Regions from separate parts of the Ovis aries genome. Here region 2 is linked to region 1. The links are chromatin contacts, called in public Hi-C maps. All regions are on one chromosome and are shown on one strand. The core of a region is the stretch at or near the end of the contact, and the rest is flanking DNA. Distances in the headings are between cores, read along the strand shown. Region 1 overlaps RASGEF1B (RasGEF domain family member 1B). Region 2 overlaps RASGEF1B (RasGEF domain family member 1B).

What was found. A called contact is a pair of places that touch in the nucleus more often than the background predicts.
Region 2: a contact with region 1 is called in a Hi-C map of liver, with 6 times the contacts expected there. The contact joins two enhancer-like sites. A contact is called at or near these places in 7 of 16 Hi-C or Micro-C datasets (blood, liver, mixed tissues and 3 more).

Annotation. Positions count from the first base shown.
Region 1 is chr6:96,951,514-96,958,621 of ARS-UI_Ramb_v3.0, reverse strand. The region is part of intron 4 of RASGEF1B (RasGEF domain family member 1B); the gene reads left to right. Among named protein-coding and RNA genes, the nearest start is that of TRNAW-CCA, 160 kb to the left of the region's middle. Within about 2 kb of position 3,636, at least 6 of the 54 cell types and tissues checked have an H3K27ac peak or open chromatin away from gene starts, as enhancers often do. A contact at or near this core is called in liver, where this site is marked.
Region 2 is chr6:97,358,115-97,365,222 of ARS-UI_Ramb_v3.0, reverse strand. All of the region lies in intron 2 of RASGEF1B (RasGEF domain family member 1B), which reads left to right. Among named protein-coding and RNA genes, the nearest start is that of RASGEF1B, 220 kb to the left of the region's middle. Within about 2 kb of position 4,017, at least 1 of the 54 cell types and tissues checked has an H3K27ac peak or open chromatin away from gene starts, as enhancers often do. A contact at or near this core is called in liver, where this site is marked.

The DNA of each region.
Region 1 (7,108 bases), core at 2,387-4,886:
AGTCGCTGTTCATCCTCTCTTCATCCTCTTCTCCCTTCCTGGGTTGTTTTCTTCTACTTCTTGGCTAGTTTTCGTGCGTGGGTGGGTTGGGCGGAGGGGTGCTGTTTATTTTTTGGTGTCGGAGCCTTAAAATCTTAAGGTTTGACTTAGAAGAGACAAGGGAACAGAAGTCATGTGCTCACCACTGACACGGTAATATTCTTTAATTCCTCTGTTTAGCTGGCTACTTGGGACAGAGTGTCCCCTTGCTCTTGCCTGAGCTCAGGTGAGTCGTCTTGGGTCACCTGGCTGGGAGATAGTAATCTGAACTGTGGGTACCTGGGAGCCTCGCGGGCTGCTGGCGGGAGGAAGGCTCCTTTCTCGGGGAACCGTGGAAACTTCAGTGCTGTTCCTGAGAAAAAGCAGAACAGGGGGTCTGGAGAGTACGTGGGTGTGTCTCTCTGTCTACGTACCACTGGAGTATTGATTCTCACCCTACCCCAACGTGATCCGCGCAGGTCAGGCGAGAGCAAAGTAGCTAAGTCCTCTGACAGTGCCGAGTGGCGCAAGTGTACCAAGAGGGCGTCTCTAGGGAGCGACCCTCTTTTCTGAGTGGATGGATATGCTCATCTTTGCTAACGAATTCAGTGGGTATAGTGTATATGGATGGATATGCACACAAATTTGTGTACGTGTGTTTGGGTCGAAGGCGTCTCCAAGGAGTCGTTCGTCAGCAGCACCATGTGACAGGGGTCAGGGACTGCTGGTGCGCGTAGATCTATATTTAGACCTCGATGATCTGATGGCCTGGGAGGGTCTCGGAACTGGGTGCATAAAGGGGAAGAGTTCAGGGATCAGGCTTTTGCCCTCTTGATTAATGTCTGGTACAGTCAGACTCAGATGGGGTGAATAATTATTCTTTCCTTCTGAAGACAGCGGCTAGAGCTTAGCATGTGATGGCTGTGTCTTAATTTAAAACATAGACCGTGGTGATAAGCCTAGGCTAAGAAACAAGGAGGTTACAGTTCACCAGAGTATATGCCCGATCAGAGATTTGGGAGGAAAACAACTAGTCAGGTGAGGTTTAGGGCAAATGTAGAAGTGACTTCTAAAAGGATATAAAAATATAAATGCTAGGCTGTTGAGATTTTCGTAACAGATTAAAAAGTGTGGCAGCTTGTTGGATCCTATTATTAATGGTTATTTTATTTGGGGGGGAGGGAGGAGGGGGTTGGGCCAGGGAGGACCTGGGGCATTTTTGACAGAAATCAGGGTTCACAGCTGATGCTCTGTTACACCTGTCAGGCAAAAAGTGGAGAAGATCAGCTACTGATTAGCAAGTTTCTTGTTGGCATCCTTCTACATGTTGGTCAATCCTTTGTTTTCCTAGAGGTGGCAACATTTCTGGCTACTAAGCCTAGTACTTTCCAGTGGTCTAATGGACTATTAAAGTCTTAGAATTTATGTCACCCTTGGTGCACTTTCAGTCTTGCTCTATTTTATATGCTCCACTAGACACTTAATCTGATGTTTGAGATCCTACTGACTTTTGGAGTAGAAAATCATAAACCATTTGTATTTATTTTTTAAAATTTAATTTATTCTTATCCATATATTAAATATTTAAATATTATTTACCATAATTCATGCTTATTACTAACACTGCATTCTTACAGTCTAAAAATAGCTACTAGCTAATAAGCTACAATAGACAAAAACATATCAATTGAATAACACCTCTCTAGGAGAAAAAAGAAATGGTTAAGAAAATTGAAAGGGCAAAGCTAGGTGATGGTCTATGTTGGTAAGGTACCTAATATGGCAGAGGAAAAGATGGGTTCAACTTCATCAATCTCCAGAGGTGGCCTGGAACAATTGGACTTTGGAGGAGAATTCGGATGACCCCAGAGAGAATATCTGCTTGAACAAGAGATGAGGAAATGTATCCTCCCTTCCTTGGGAGAAGAATCTGGCATCTCTGAAGCAGGGACTTAGAATCTTGATTCTGATGCCACAGATAATAAATGGAAAAGCCAACATTTTGTGTGGTTGTAAGGAGACGAATTATAATATTGAAAATACTTAAGATTGATGAGGTTTTTGTCTTTGGTGGTTGAATTCAGATGTTACCTCCCCTTCAGTTGTACTTTGGGGTTTGCAGTTAAATTTATAAAAATTAGATTTGTGCAACCCTCTCATCCTAGAATGACAGATGTAGCCAAGTGCTATAGGCAGATTTCTGCCTTGGAAATAGAGAGGAGGGGTCTAATCAGTATGGAGCCCTAACAAGTCACTCCTTCTCTCCCTATGCCTGCAACATCTGTGAAATTGATGAGTTGTCACACTAGATGATTTATGAGTCTCTTTTAGCTCTGTGTTAGCTGACTTATTTTGCTATACTATCACTTCATTCATTTGTACCATTTATTGGCTGTGGAAGAATGAAGGCTGAAGTAATGATCTGTGGTTAGATGTTCAGCTACTTTCTGGGTACACAAAAATGAAGACAGGAGAGTGAAATTTCTTATTGATGAAAATTATGTAAAGATTTACTGTTTGCCTGAACTGCCTTTTGTTTTTCTCCTACAAGTGTTTTTAAAAATGCTAGTTTTCAAGAAGGCTGAATGAGGAAAATTTTTTGACCTTTTAATTTAGTGTTACTATTAAAACCGATCATCTTAAAATCAATCTTTTGACAAGTCTGTATATTACTTTATATGGTCTGTATATTACTTTGTTTCGAGGTATGTCTATGTCTAGAAGTCATTCAGTTGATTCATATTTTATTAGGAAACTCTGGTATGAAAATTACTGTAACACAGAGAAAGCACAAGTTAGTCTTGTAAGAAAGGAAAGCACTTTATAGACCACTAATATCCTTCTGTTTATCTAAAAGGGAAGAATGGAGGAGGGGTGGCAGATAAGGGTAATTTTTCAAGAACTTGCAGTCAAAAAAATAGTATTATCCCAGTAACCATGTTGATAGAAAATTATACTTGTTTACTAAATGTCCTAAGTATCAGGTTATTTTCCTACTGAGGTAAATTGGGTGTAGAAACATAAACCCTTTTAGTTAAGGTTGCTTCCCCATTTGATATTCTGTAATTTGACTTGAAATCTATCATGTGTAAATGATGATTCCACTACTTATCTCTGTGCTGTGCAATATGGTAGCCAGTGCTGTTCAGTAACTAGCCACATGGGGATATATGAACTTAAGTTTAACTAAATTAAACAAAACAAAAAAAATTGCACGAGTCATGTTTTAAGTGCTCAATAGCTATGTGTGTAAGTGGCTGATGTATTGGCCAGAAAAAGAAAGTTTCAAATATCTCAGCAAGCTCTTTTTGACAGCCCTTAATTAGATGATGATGATTTTGATTATCCAGAAGATCATTTTTATTCCTCTGGGAAAATGACAATTAATTCTCATCATAAACAGCACCCAAGACGTAAGGAAATAAGACCGACTGGCTTTGTATGTTTGCAACTGTATTTCATGAGCAATGCCACCTTCCAAAGTTCAGTAATTTGCCACAATCACACATGCCAATTTCTCAAAAAATTTCCCCCAGAACTCCCAATTGTCCTTTTACTTTTCTAAACCAGCACCTACTGTTTCTGCTAGAATGCACCAGCCCTTTCAACGACAAGGAACGTGGAGCCATCTACTGTTAAGGCCAGGAACTGCATGGAAGTTGTAGATGAAAAACTGTAGGAAGAATATGCATGGGGATCATTTCCTACAAAAAAAAAAAAAATAGTAAAGATTTATCTCAAAGAAAGGTTTTAAATGATCCTCCAGGCCTATTTATAGTTTCCATGTACTGAATTGTTATTTTGTGTCTTGATAAACTGCTGACAAGATATTCCCAAGTCAAAAGATGACAAACTTTAGCTTTGTTTTTCTTCCAGGGAAACCAAAGATAGTAATTATTTGAGTCAGAATTCTTTTCCTTCGTTGATTAGGAATTAGTTTTTTTTTTTTTTTAAAGTAGCATCTAGGGGAAATGAAGCAAAATGCAAATTCATTTTTTTATATGGAAACCTGTAACAAATCAGGAAATATCCCTATTTCATGCTTATAGAGAGAAATAGGACCTTCTTTCCTCAGAAATACTGATTATTTCCCCTTGACTGTGAGATCTCCTAAGCATCTGGGGCTCAGTTCCAAAGAATGTACTTATCTGGGAGTTACTTACTTTTTGTTCTCACGCCAAAGAGGTGAGTCCATTCTTACTTGTCTGCTCTGCATTGTTTGTAATCTCAACACAATACCTCTTTTTTCAAGGAGGTTAACAAAGGTGTAGCTTTACTAGCATCTAGAGATGCTGCTAGGGAGAAATGAGAAGATCATCTTTGAGATGTTTTCAAGCTCAAAATAAGCATGTTTTAGATTGTGTTGGAAACTTGATTTTACTTTCTTCCAACTCAGATCCATAATTAGAGAAACACTCTCTGAGCCTACTGTTGACTGTTGTCTTCTGAGATTCCACAGTGCCTGAAGGAGGACAAAAGTACTTGAGATCCCAGCTGGAGTCAAGCTGAAATATGTGAACTCTTTTTTCATTCCCATCTCTGGAACCTCAAGTGAGAAAGGGAAGTGGTGGCCTCTCACCAAAGGGCAAAGTTCCTCTGGAATCTAGATGGGAATTTGGGAACCAGTCATTCCCGGATCTTAAATTAAGCCTCTCCTTACTAAGCAAATATGGTTTCGAAGTTCAACTGTGATAGAGTGGCTATCCTCTACCTCACTGGGACACATGCCCAGCATTTTTGAACAGAAGCAAAAAGATAGTAATCAATATAAAGGCATTGGGTTTATTAAATATCTCACCAAGGCGCTCTATGATGAAATAGGGAGAAATACACCTCTTTTTTTTCTTACACTCCTACCCTTTGCAATCTCATTCTCCTGGGTGTAAATGAAATGCTGACTTGACATCTTGGTAGAGATTTACAAAACACCTAAAGCAGATGTTGAAGGATGGCCTTTGATTTAGTTCCCACACCCATCTTTTCCTGGCCCTCTTTTCCAATTTGCATTGTCACCTGAAACCACCTTAGCCTCATGCACCTGCCTCCCCATAAATAACCTTGTGCAAAAGCAGTCGCTGATTCAAGCACAGTCTGCTTTTCATCTGGTGCCTTAGTTGGTTTGAAACCATTAGGCATGCCTTTCAAATCCATTCATCCCTTAAATCACCCAGAGCCTGCTTCCTTGCTGCTGGATCAATGTCACGCTGAACTCTGGCAGGGTCCTTGAAAGAACATGATATATCTTTGTGACTGAATTAGCTGCTCCTGTGAGATATCTTGTCTGTCAACCAACTTTCCAGGTTCCCAAATTCATTTTAAGAAAGAGCATTCATCTTGTATACCTGGATTGGGTATCGCTTACTTCCCCTTCGGAAGTTTCCCAGAAGAACCTGTAATCTGTATGCTAATTCTGGCGACTCAAAGCTTTCTTTTATCCTGGGTCATTGTTTTAAAAACCAAATTCATTTCCCATTGTCTCATTGCCTTCTCTCCATTCCAAAGTCCTCAGTTTGTGGAGGGTGTGGGAGGCGGGGAGGCCTATTTAATTATCTCTGCCCCCCCAAAAAAGAAGTGTCTTTTTCATTCTCTTTAACTCCATTGGATCAGTACTACCAGGAAAAAAAAAAAATATTGCTTTCTAAGGAGCCAGTTTTGAATGTGTTACACCAAGGTTCTCTTCAGAACCACCATATTCTCCTTCTTTGAGGAAGTGGGTAATAAATACGATCCAAGTTCTGTACAGGCCAGCACACATACTTCCTAATCTGAGATCTGAACTCTCTAAAAGTATATACACATTTGTTGGTTGATTTCTTGCAGAGAAGTTTGTGATCTCCCTAAAGAGCTAGAGCCACTGGCCAAATAGAATATATTCTGAGTTTCCAGCAACTGGGTTACAAATGAAACTTTGCAAGGTGAGAACTGTTTGTGAGGTTAACCTGTCTCTTAAGCCTTATCTTCCTGGTAGTAATTTGAATAGAGTCAACAGCTTTTTCAAGCATCTCACATAAATCTCACTTTTTCCAAAGGAGTTAACTGCTTTGAAGTTTGACTTAACCAGCAAATTAAGGACTCTGCTTAATCGCCTGGGGGAGGAAATGGCAATCCGGTCCAGTATTCTTGTGTGGAGAATCCCATGGACAGAGGAGCCTGCGGGCAGCAGTCCATAGGATCTCAAAGAGTTGGACAAGACCGAGCACAGCACAGCACTTAATGCTGTCACTTATTTCAGTTTTGGAAAAAAGTGACTTTCTCCTAAACCAGAATTTTTGCTAGCTGGTCCCCACAGCAGGTACACTGGGTTGGGCAAAATTTGTACTAAAGAAGGATGGAGAACTTGGTGGAGGATGTGCTAAAGGAGGATGGAGAAGGTAGTGTTGAGATTATGCTGGAAAGGATAGAGAAGGTAAGTAAATTGAGAGTTTACAAAACCCCACAGACAGAACATAGTAATTGTGAGAACTGTAAAGAGAAGGTTTGCTGCAGATAAGAAGCCAGAGCTTCACTGAGATTAAAGAAAATAAATGGAAGCTGTGGGTAGGAACTACCTTAAACTCAGTCTTCCGTCCACTGGGGTAATGTTAGCAAAGGATTCCTGGAATTAATAGCTCCCGGGGCTAAATGCTTCTTTGGATTCTCATGTCCAGTACTTGGACATTCTGTGAATTTGTTTTCTTAAACAAAAACCAAGCCAATATTTAATCTTCTGAGCCTCCCTATTTAATTCTAGAAATGTAGCAGGTTGAACTAAAGTCTTGGACATCAAGTTTGAGCAATGCTAAATAAACAGTTCCTGATGTGGATAATAAGAGGAAAGATACTTGAGAGAAAAAAATTCCACTATGTTTATCTTTGGAAGTATTTAAAAATCCACTTCACAAACAGTACTTTCTGTGCCATTCTGCTGACCTTTCCTCTTGTTTAACAAATACATCTATTACGCAAGGCAGTTGATCTTTCCAAAAAACAGACTGGCCACTTGCTAGAGATTGTCCAGAAATTAGTTATGCCTACTGTGATCTATGAGCTTTCTTTGTGTCATTTTATCTCATCAGATTTTTTTCTGGAAATCTATAAAGTACACACAAGC
Region 2 (7,108 bases), core at 2,768-5,267, 410 kb before region 1:
TAGGATCGCAGAGTCAGACACGACTGAGTGACTCACTCAGGCTTTCACTTTCATCATCTTATAAGTTTCATGCCCCTTGTGGTGAACGTCTCTGTAAAGATGGAAAGTTTGAACAGCGACAGGTTGCCTCCTTCTCTTAAGTCATTAGTTAAAAGTCCTTGATGAAAATGCGGAGGTTTCCAGCAGGAAAGCCGAGCCTGTAGTGTTGGCATGGAGTGCTGGACGGCAGACAGCTCCCTCACCCAGACCAACCTGGCCCAAGCTTTGGCTACTTGTTCCATGTTTTGAATAGATTAGTGTCTCTCTTGAGTGCATATGTATTTAATCATTCACTCATATTTGGCTTTCTCTAGCCCTCCAGTGTTCTTGCCTTGAGAATCCCAGGGATGGGGGAGCCTGGTGGGCTGCCGTCTATGGGGTCGCACGGAGTCAGACACGACTGAAGTGACTTAGCAGCAGCAGCAGCAGCAGCCCTTCATTTTACCTTGTTTATTTCACGTTTTCATAGCACTGCATTGTATGAAGACATGAATTGTGTCTTAATTAGTTTTTAATATTTATCCCATTTATAGCGGAGATCAATGACTTAATAACTGGCAGTTGCCAGCCTCCCTTATGACGTATCCAAAGATGTATGATGGTCTCTGGCTTGGCCAAGGCCACTGTCCTGACCTGAGGGTGTCTGACTTGAAAATGAAGATACATTTCCAGGCAGGTTTTCCACTGCCCCCCTAACCCCTGGCCACTCCCAGCACTGACTTCATTATTCCTTTTTGTACACCCACTGCTCTAGTTAAACTGGATTAGGAATTTTTTTCCCAAACACTGCCTTCACCCTTTACCCTTCTGAGCCTTTCCTCTTAGTTATTACATCTGTCTGAAATTACTCACTGACATTTTTCATCCGTCAAACTCTAATCCAGTGTTGAAAGGCTAGTTGATCTTGAGGAGGTTAAACAGGAAATTGTAGCAACATTTCACCTGCTTCTTTCTCTTCCTTTCTCCTCCTCTGCCACACAACTGTGGCTGATCAACTAAACAACAACCACCACAACCACACAACCATACACAAAACTAGCAACCTCGTTTTCTCTCATAACGTCCTTAGCACTTTTCACGCCTTTGTTACCTTCTAGTTTTTACAGCAGTTGTTGTATATTGTAAATTCTCTATCAAATTACAAACGTGTCAAGGAAGAGAGCCCCACATCTCAGTCACTGCACGCTTATTCACAGTCCATTCTCCTCTGTCTTCCCCCTCCTTACTTTCCACTGTACTTTGTATATAGTAGATATTCAGACAAATATTAAATTATCTTGAAGATAAATTTCATTATTAAAGTGAAATAAGATCAAAGTATGCAACATGCACTGCTTAAAACTCTCTGAAGTGGGAAGTTAAAGAAGGTGAAAGAATCAAGGGCTTTTGTTTTTAAAGTCATTTAAATGGAAATAATGTTAGTTGCGTATCTAGCGGCGCAGTAAAAAGGCCTGTCTTTGACCCTCATGGCAGAGTTTTGGGAAACACACTCTGATGTTGAGGTTTGTGTGTGAGAAGTTTCCCGGGAAGACCACACCCCCTGTGTGAGACCAACACCTTGTGGGAGGGAGGAGGGAGAAAACAGAAGGTAAGCTCAGCTGATCCCCCGGAGAGTTCTAGAACTGGACATCACTGCAGAGCTGGTCCTTCTCACGTCAAGAGGGCTCAGTCTTTATACAGTAAGTCCCCTACATACTAACCTTCCAGTTGTGAGCTTTCAAAGATGCAAACGTGCATTCCATCAATGTCAGGCGTGAGTGAAATTGCAGCTTGCCCTCCATCTCCTATTGCTGACGATCCTTCAGCTCTACCATCTCCCACCTCCTCTCCTTCCTCCAGTCAGGAACTCTTTTTGCCTGGACACTCGATGCTAGCCCCTGTATGCCAGCTGATGTACTGTACTGTAAGATTAAAACTGTTCTCTTTATTTTTTTTTGTTTGTTTATTATGTATTATTTGCAAAGAGTTGGACATGACTAAAGCGGCTTAGCACAGCGCAAACATCTCTATGTTAATATTGTTATTTTTGTTTTAACTTTTCAGTTTTGATATTGTCTCTTGATGTCTGCTACAGGAACTGATGACTTAGTTTTCTTCTATCTCCTGTCTCTGTCCCCCTGGCCCTATTTTTCAATACATACTTTCCCCGATGTCTTCCAGATATGGTTATGTTCTAGAGTTGTGGTTTATCTTGTTGAGCCTATGTTACTGTCATTTATAGCTGAGCCATGCGCTATGTTATGATTGCATTTGCTTTTCTATGTAACTTTTAGGGAGTTTTTGGAGTTAATAATTACCAGGAACTCTATGCCTCAATTTCTCCAACTGTAAAATGGGGATTAACTGTCATTCTCTCATGGGGTATTCAGACTATATAGATTTTAATTATTAATTTTCACTGACTTTATTTTTTATATGTGTGCATGCTAAGTCAGTTCAGTCATGTCCAACTCTTTGCGACCCTATGGACTATATAACCCCCAGGCTCTTCTGTCCATGGGATTTCCCAGGCAAGAATACTAGAGTGGGTTGCCATTTCCTCCTCTCGGGGATCTTCCCAATGCAGCGATTGAACCCAAATCTCCTGCATTGACAGATTGGTTCTTTACCACTGGGTCACCTGGGAAGCCTTTTTTTTTTTTAAATATATCAGCCCCTAATTCATCTCAGATTTTCTAATGGAACTGTAAATATGCTCAAAACACTTCATCACATGTTAAGTGCTCAATCAATAAGGGCTTAAAAATGTGCATGGCTAATACTCATGATATGCAGATGACACCACCCTTATGGCAGAAAGTGAAGAAGAACTAAAGAGCCTCTTGATGAAAGAGAAAGAGGCGAGTGGAAAAAGTTGGCTTAAAGCTCAACATTCAGAAAACTAAGATCATGGCATCTGGTCCTATCACTTCATGGCAAATAGATGGGGAAACAGTGGCTGACTTTATTTTTCTGGGCTCCAAAATGACTGCAGATGGTGATTGCACCCATGAAATTTAAAGCCGCTTACTCCTTGGATGAAAAGTTATGGCCAACCTAGACAGCATATTAAAAAGCAGAGACATTACTTTGTCAACAAAGGTCTGTCTAGTCAAGGCTATGGTTTTTCCAGTAGTCATGTATGGATGTAAGAGTTGGACTATAAAGAAAGCTGAGTGCTGAAGAATTGATGCTTTTGAACTGTGGTTTGGAGAAGACTCTTGAGAGTTCTTTGGACTGCAAGGAGACCCAACCAGTCCATCCTAAAGGAGATCAGTCCTGGGTGTTCATTGGAAGGACTGATGCTGAAGCTGAAGCTCCAATACTTTGGTCACCTGATGCGAAGAGCTGACTCTTTCGAAAAGACCCTGATGCTGGAAAAGATTGAGGGCAGGAGGAGAAGGGGATGACAGAAGACGAGATGGTTGGATGGCATCACCCACTCGATGGACACGGGTTTGGATAGACTCTGGGAGTTGGTGATGGACAGGGAGGCCTGGCATGCAGCGGTTCGTGGGGTCGCAAAGAGTTGGACACGACTGAGCGACTGAACTGAAGTTAACTAAATACTCATGAACCCCAGAGTAACTTAATTGAGGGAAGAATGCATTCAGAATTGGGAGGCCTGGTTCAAGGTATGGATCTGCCCCTACCTGCCCCTATGACTTTGGGCTGACATAGTTGAATTGAAGTTTTATAATCTGCAAATAAGAGAATTGGGTTAGATAATCCCTAGGGTCTCCTCCAGGTCTGGAACTCCGTTAATGAACTAAAGGATGTGCAGAAAATATCAAACAAATTAAGGTTATAGTGGTATTGGCTGCCACCAATTTTGGAACCACCTCTAGAAGACCTGTTAACCACCTCTGTCTGGCAAGAGTATGGAGCTATCACTCACACTGTGATAAAGAACATTGCTTAGCATTCGATTGGGGCAGGTGTCCTACCCTATGGGACACCTGGTTGTAATTTAAGGGAGCCACCACTACATGTCGCTGTAGGTTATTTAACTAGAAGGTCAGGAGGCACTCCAATGTCCTCCAAGCCTCAGAATTACCCTGTGTTTGGTCTTCTTACAGTCAGAACTACACACTTTCAATACTTAAGCATCTAGAATACTTAGATGGAAATTAAAGAATTTAAAAGGAAGACTGTAATACCTTCCAAATTCTTCCACTTGCTGTTCCCTCAAATACTGTATCTACATATCTAGGTACTGATGCAAACTGAGTAAATGTTAATTGCTCAGTTGTGTCTGACTTTTTGTGACCCCATGAATCTCCAGGCTCCTCTGTCCATGGGATTCTTCAGGCAAGAATACTGGAGTCAGTAGCCATTCCATTTTCCAGGGGATCTTCCCAACTCAGGGATCAAACTTGGGTCTCCCGCATTGCAGGCAGGTTCTTTACCATCTGAGCCACCACAAGTGGTATTTAAAGGAATTCCCACTTGAGCAGTTCCTAGATTCTTTGGTTTATGAAGTGAAAGTGAAAGTTGCTCAGTTGTGTCCAACTCTTTGTGACCCTGTGGACTATATAGTCCATGAAGTTCTCCAGGCCAGAATACTGAAGTGGGTAGCCTTTCCCTTCTCCGGGGGATCTTCCCAACTCCAGGATCAAACCCATTTCTTCCACATTGCGGACTGAGCCATAAGGGAAACCCAAGAATACTGGAATGGGTAGTCTATCCCTTCTTCAGTGGATCTTCCCAACCCAGGAATCAAACCAGGGCCATCGACATTGCAAGCAGATTCTTTCCCAACTGAGCTATTAGGAACGCCCACACCTTTTTGTTATTTTTCTCCCTTAAAAGTAAAGAGATTAAGCTACAGAACGGAAATATGAGATTTTTTTGTTTCCTGGTTCTTCTTTTTTATCTGTAAGCTTTTCTGGAATCATAAATACTCACTGTCTTTCATTGATTTTATGAAAATATACACGCATTTTTCATATTTTAGCTTTGATGAAATTGTGATGCTTTATAGAGTCAACAACAACATATGATTAGCTGCACTTTTTCCTTTTTAGTGATGGACAGGGAGGCCTGGTGTGATGTAATTCATGGGGTCACAGAGTCGGACATGACTGAGTGACTGAACGGAACTGAACTGAACTATGATCAATGATGTCTTTTGTGTGATAAAATATTGTATCTTGTATTATGGTGTATCCATCTTCATTTATTCGGGCTTCCCAGGTGGCTCAGCAGTAAAGAACACGTCTGCCAGTACAAGAGACGTGGGTTTAATCCCTGGGTTGGGAAGATCCCCTGGAGAAAGAACTGGCAATCCACTCCAGTATTCTTGCCTGGGAGATCCCATGGATAGAGGAGCTTGGTGGGCTACAGTCCATGGAGTTGCGAAGAGTCGGACATGATTTACTGCTGACCTAACCAAGAATAGTCTTAATTTATTAGTGTTCAATGCTGCATTAAAAGTTGTTTGACAGGTAAACTTTCTTTTCCAGTCTAGTTTTTTATGAGCTCAAACTGGAAGAGAGACCAATATTTCTTGAATGTTTACCAGTGTTTGAGCTGTGGGTTATGTGTATATGATTGTATTTAATCCTTGCCATGCTGTAAAGTGGGTTTTTTTTTTTTGTTTGTTTGTTTGTTTCCATTTTACAGTAGAGGAAACTGAGGCCCAGAAAGCTAAGTAACTTGCACAAAGTCATGTTGCTAGTGAGGGTCACTGCTGAAGACAGTGTATCTATGTATTTTGGCTACAAATTCTACGCTTTTTGTGCTTATATGTTCAGTCGCTAAGTCGTCTCTGACTTTTTTGTGACCCCATGGACTGTAGCCCACCAGGCTTCTCTGTCCATGTGATTCACCCCGCAAGAATACTGGAATAGATTGCTGTTTCCTCCTCCAGGGGATCTTGCCAACCCAGGGACTGAACCCATGCCTTCTGCATTGGCGGGTGGGTTCTTTACTGCTGAGCACTAGGGAGGCCCACACTTCTTGTGCCATACTGCAAAGATATTGTAGGACAGCGGCGCTCAATCTTCTGGCATCAGGGACTGGTTTCCACGGACCATGGCGGGGGGAATCGTTTCAGGATGATTCAAGTTTATTACATTTATTGTGCACTTTATTTCTATTATTATGACATCAGCTCCACCTCAGACCATCAGGCATTAGATACTGGAGGTTGGGGACCCCTATTTTAAGGCACACTGCGTCTCTTTAATACCAGGCATTTCTGACTTAGCCCATAGAACTCAGCCTTCTTTGAATAGTGCACACTTGTTTTCTGAAAGCCTTTAACAATGTTGAATCAAACAACATAGAAGTGTGTGTGTGTGTGTGTGTGTGTGTGTGTGTGTGTTTTTAATGAATTCCAGACTCAGTCTTTGAGGTTAAGAGGATGGAGTGAGACTTGATGTATCCAAGATGAGAATTAGCTTCTCGGTGGGGCCGTGGGCTCCGGGAGTCAAGGATGCTGGACAGGAGCCACATGGGATCTAGCGCAGCTACTTCAGGGCCTTTGGATTCCCTTAGTCTCCTGGCAGAACTCTCTAGGAAATAGTTTTCAAAATGCCTTGAATTAAAAGTATTTCCCCCCAGTCTCTAATGTACAGAAATCTGGTTTATCAGCTTTCAGAATGTGGCTCCCATCAGAGACCACAGAGATGCAGGCTGCGTGCCACACGTACGTGGTAGGAAGAATTTAGTCTCTCCCGGCTTAACTTCCATGGGGCAGGGCCGAGAAAAGGGCAGATTCCTTTCGTACATATCTTTGCTTTGACGGTCTCCTGTAGGCAGATGGCACCCTCTGGCAGTCAGGAAGGAGGAGAGGGTGGGCGGCAGTGTACATCGTAATCATCATTGTGTTTGCACAGGCCCAGGTAGGCTGAATTTTCACTTCTCAGCAACTCTCAGAAATTGCTGAACCACATTTCATTCTAATTCCCCACCTCATGTCCTGAAGGGCATTGGCTGTCTGCAGACTGCACTTATGTTTTCTACTTCCAGTCCTTTTTATTTCAAGTTCTCATTTGTAAATCTGAAAACAAAACATTAGCAATCTGTCAGAGGTTCTGTTTCATTCATTTGTCTAGGGATTTATCATCAAAATATTCCTTTTATA